Regions from separate parts of the Macaca mulatta genome. Here region 2 is linked to region 1. A link is a contact called in public Hi-C data. All regions are on one chromosome and are shown on one strand. Each heading gives the region's core, a stretch centred on a gene start, on an enhancer-like site or on the middle of the called end of the contact. The rest is flanking DNA. Distances are from core to core; before and after follow the strand shown.

Region 1 (2,601 bases), core at 52-2,551:
GATTGAGTTGATGAAAATCTATAGTGGCTTATTTTAAAAGAGTACATGTCTGTATTTGAAACTGCAACCCTCAAGAGTAAAGATTTAATAGAGGAATCAACTTAAATATTTTCTTATATACTATAACAGCTATGCATTTTTGCTTAACCATACCATATAACCCAACTGTAACATAAGAAAATTGCATAGGAAAAAAATTTGGTCACCAGGCAAGATTTATCTTAAAAAAAAAAAAAAAAAAAAAAAAAGCTTGTGTCTAAGGGGTAATGTCCATGCAAATATTCCATGCCAAATAAGATATATATAAGGCATGCTGATTTCCTGCCTTCCGCCATCCAACCGGGAACCACCACTGTCCTATTAATCAAGCCAGTAGGGTGGGAAAATACCACTGTTTAAGAAATCTGGCTTCTATCAGCCTCTGTCATGGAGAAACAAACGAGACTGCCTCCCAGCAAGCAAAAGTGATCACATTTTCACAAATGAAAATGGTAAAAAGAAGTGTAAATTGTTAAAGAGGAAAGAATGAGGAGCCAAAGACAAAGAAAAATCAGAGCTATCAGAGTTGCTGTAGAGGTTTTTCTAAACAAAGAATTTTATGAAGCAGCTGAAGTTCAGTACAAAAAGACTCCACCCTACCCAGCTTCTGCCGCGACTTTTCCTTGCTCTGAAAACTCCAGCCCACAGAACAGAGCTCCTCTCACTAAAATGCCTTTAGTGCTCCGTTTTAAGCATTCGCTCTTTTCTTCTTTCAAACTTCCCACTCTCACACTGAGGCAAAAGGACTTATTGTAGGCTTTCCCAGAAAAATTTAGTAGTGTACTCTCTCCAACGGCAGATCTAGAAGCTCCGGATTTACTAACATCCCAATTGTCTTTCAAGTCGTTTTCCAGGTGCAAATCCGTCAACCCCCTTCTCAGACTTCAAACCAGAACCTCCTCTTCACGCTCTTCCTGAGGCTTAACATTCCACCTATTTCCCAAACCGTGCAATAAACACTAAAGCAAAGCAAATGGCAAACTCACCATCCTCGCCTTCTTCCTGGGCTTTTATTGAGACAAATTGCCCTAATAAAACAGTAAGAATGAGGAGAGGTCTTGCTTCCGCCCAGTTTGCCATCATGTCTAAATATTAGACATGTGGGTTCTCCTGAGAGTGAAAAGTAGATTCTGAGGTTATTGTAGCACCATGAAGTCAGCTGTGGGCTCTTCTTTCAGCACCAGCCCCAGGGCAGCCTCTGCAAACCCCCTTTTTCAGCACCAGCTCCAGCACAGTCTGCGAAAACTTTTTTCAAGCGATGCAGCTTTAAATAGGAAGAATGCTGCCTCCACTTCTTTTCCTGCCCCTTTTCAGCTTGTTCAGGCTCATAACCATCCAGTGTCTGCCAAGCAACGGTCTGATTGATGGTAAACAACCAAATCAGAACACGCGTCTCTGTGCCTGAACTTTCCCTATTTCGTTTAACTTTAAAGCATAGATGGGGCTTAATAACAGAAACAAACATTTGTTTCTCTTTTCTTTTATTTTTTAAGAAAGGCTGTTAGAAGGGTTCTATTTTCCCCTCCCTAACCCTTCCCCCCAGACACACACCCTTTAACTTTTCCCCTATAAGCTGAAAAAGACATTCTGAAGAAAATCCAGTCGTTTCGCCTAGTTTTTTTTTTTTTTTTTTTTATATTTAGATAATTCAAGACTCTCTTCTCCACCTTAAATCTTTAAAGAATCATATTTTAACCCTTTCTTTTGACTGAATAGGGAGTATTCTTATCCCCTTCTCAGATTCGGTTTCTTTTCCCATACTCTGGAAGGGGATTATTAGAATGTTCCCCAGGTAAAATCCAGGTGAGAAAACCATTTTGAATAAATGAATTTGTGATACGTTGTAATCTGAATTAAGAAGGCAGGTCCTTTCCTAATTTCTCCACATCTCTTGTTAAGGGGCCACATCTTCAGGTTCCTCTTGTCCCGGAGAGTTTTACTATGTTGAAAAATAGTCTACTAAGCAGTGCAGAGGAATGGGAAGTACTCTACCTTTGGATGAAAAAAGGCTGGTTTCTGCCTTTTGTGAGTGGTTCTGCCACTCAACAATTTTGTAAGTGTGCACATAGTCCTTTATCTCTGTGCACTCCAGTTTTCTCATTTGAGAAAAGGGCTTTACCCTGACCAGTGTACAGGGTTTAGTGACACTAAAATGAGTAATGTATTATTAATGAAGTTCCAAATTGCAAAGAGCTACATAAAAGTAGATGGTTGTATTATTAACTCTAAGCCAGCTTTGCAGGCAATATGATAGCCCCAGTTGCACAGGCATTTTAAGGACAATTATTGATGAACTTTTGTGCCACCCTCACACTTGCCAAGATCTTAATGACCTCAGAGAGTTCCATATAATCTAATGTATTTGCCACCTTGAGTCTCCCTAGAATCAGAATGGATGTTCCATACAATACGAATGAGTCAATTGTTTATAATTATTCGGCAACAGGTACCTTGCACTGTGCTAAGCGCTGGGCAGAAAGGATGACATAAAAGAAATAAAAGACATACCCATTACCGTCAAGGAACATATGTAGGTGTTGACAAACTAAATTTACAGGAAAT
Region 2 (2,601 bases), core at 27-2,526, 100 kb after region 1:
ATGAAGGAAAAAAGATAAAAACACAGAGCAAGGCAGTATGAACCTCTCTGCTCATTCCTGCCCCCAAATGTGAGCATCTTCTTCTGAGACAGGTCACTGTGACAAAAGTTGGCATTGTTCCCCTAATGCCAGACCATATTTCAAAACTTTCCCTAAGGCTTGACAAATCACAACTTTGTTTTACCTGTTAAAGCCCTGAACCCACCAATACCTAAACATTGCTCCTAATTCCAGGACCTGCACCTCCAGAGAAAGTTAAGACAATCTGAAAAGGCCCCTTGAATTCTGACTAATAATAATCTACATTTACAGTGCACTTTCCTGTCTGTATTATTTCATTTGGTGCTCACGAAAATCTCACAAGATGAGCAAGGCAAGAAATGTTTATTTTATATAGAGAGAAAACTGAAGTTGAGATGAAACAGCTGATTTCCAGAAGGTCACATACCACAGCTACCACGGCAGAACAAGCAAGATCCCAGGTCATCTAACTTGATATTTTCCCACTAGCAGCTCTGCTTCTGGTCAAGAACAATATCAAAGACATAATTTCTGACTGATAAAAGTGGCCGTTTAAAGTAAAAGGCAAGTTTTTAAAGATAATGTATCCCTGAGGAGATGCCTTTGATAAACTAGAATGTGCTTTAGAGATTAATTTCTCTGTTTTCTATAATATTTTTGCATTTTTATCTTTTATTAATCATAACCATGAAGCAAATGAGTGGCCAGATGAGGCATGAATACTTGTGGTTGCACAAATCATTTAGGATGCTTATCTCCTCAAGTTTTCCCAATAAGCACATTTTGGATCAATATCATAATATCACATTTGACATGTGTCTCTGATACTACCTTATTCTACCAAGCAGCTATTATTTAATTATACTTTGAAATTAAGTGTCTGGATTCTCTGGGTGGCCTAAGGGTACCTCTAGGAAAGCTCATACATGGTTAAAAAAAAAAAAAGACTGAAGACGAGAGAGTACTAAATTGACATAGGCAGTTCAGATTGCACAGTTTGGCACCACATTTAAGAAATTATAGTCAAGTGGCTTTTAGTTGCATCCTAACTGTCCATTTTCAGGTGGTACTTCTGCCAAACACCAGATCACTAGGGCTGTATTAAAAAGTTCAAATAGCACACTCCAATTTGAAACTATAGATCTTATTTATTTCTAGTTTTTCAGCTGGCACACATGAAAAGCACTTTTGAGCACCAAAAGAAGATGAAGAAATAACTTACAGTGAATGGAAAATGTTAGGAAAGCAAGGGCTAGACAATTCTATGAGTCACTACTAAGATAGCTAAAAGGATGGGGATTCCAGTCCACTCATTAAAGTGTGGGTTGAAGTGTTGCTTTATTTTTCAAGAATTTTCATGGGAGGTACTTGGAGGGAAAAACGGGAGGTGGTCAGACTTGACTACAGACAGAAAAGGCCTATCTTAAGAGTAGTGAGATACAGGCATAAGTGGAAGACATGCCACAGCACAGAAGAGACTTATAGTCTTAAATGGTTTTAAGAGACTTTATGGCTCTATTTCAAAAGTGAACTAAATCCTTAAAAGAAGTATTCTAAATGAGCAAAATGTAGCTTTTAAATTATTTTAATTTACTTCTCAATTCATAAACACAATATGGAATTAGTTTTGTCTGTGATTTTAAAACCTTAGAATGTCTATATTTAACAAGGGAGAAAAATATTCTAACATAGGAAATAATTTTAGATTCATAATTTCCTTTGTAGGAAGAAATTATTACCTATTATTCTTTCAAAACTCCAAGGAAAAATGTCAGAAGCAAAAAAAAAAAAAAAAAGCTTAAGAATGAACATCTACCTTGTGGATATTAATTTAGAGTAATATCATAATATCTATCACCTATCTCCTGGGAAAGATATGGTTTATACTTTTGAGACAATCTGCCCAAATTTAAGAAGTATCAGTTGCATCCCTGAGAAGCCATGGAATGCAGTAGTTAAGAATGCAGAACAAATCCTGGTTCTGTCACATAGTAACTTAAAATCTCAGAGTTCCATATAAAAATAAAAATAAAAAATAGTACCAAATTGAGAGTTATTGTTGATTGAAGTAAAATAGCATCTGTGAAGTACTTGGCACATAATCATGGTAGTTATCATTAAAGGTATAAAATTTTAAAAACAATTTACAAAAAGCCTAATGACAGAATAAAAAATGTTACTTGCTTTCCAATTTTGTTACTGACCACTGAGATATGGGCATGGAAGTGGCAGAAGCACAATGGACACAGGATCAGTGACTTGGAAGGTGGGGAGGTTGGGGGAAGATGTAATGATGTGAGTGAGAAAGCCCTTTCTCTGTTCAGTTCAACAAATATTCGATGAGTTCCCACTATAATCCCAGTCATCTCAAAAGATGCCTATCACTTCCTTTAAGAGGCTACTCCTGATGGTGAGACAGGACTTTTACCCATGGAACAAGGAAATATATGATGAGGTACAAAAATTAGTAGTAGTATAGGGATTATGCAATGACTACTTACTAACAAACCATGTTAAATTACAAGATTTAGAGCAATACACATATAAAACCACCTGCAAAAATCATTGTAACTAATCTTC

The links. Hi-C and Micro-C count contacts between places; a contact is called where the count stands out from the background.
Region 2: a contact with region 1 is called in a Hi-C map of fibroblasts, with 3 times the contacts expected there. The contact joins two enhancer-like sites. A contact is called at or near these places in 2 of 14 Hi-C or Micro-C datasets (blood and fibroblasts).

What each region holds. Positions count from the first base shown.
Region 1 is chr12:94,139,455-94,142,055 of T2T-MMU8v2.0, forward strand. No RefSeq gene overlaps it. Among named protein-coding and RNA genes, the nearest start is that of COL5A2, 83 kb to the left of the region's middle. Within about 2 kb of position 1,302, at least 6 of the 40 cell types and tissues checked have an H3K27ac peak or open chromatin away from gene starts, as enhancers often do.
Region 2 is chr12:94,242,760-94,245,360 of T2T-MMU8v2.0, forward strand. No RefSeq gene overlaps it. Among named protein-coding and RNA genes, the nearest start is that of WDR75, 180 kb to the right of the region's middle. Within about 2 kb of position 1,277, at least 3 of the 40 cell types and tissues checked have an H3K27ac peak or open chromatin away from gene starts, as enhancers often do.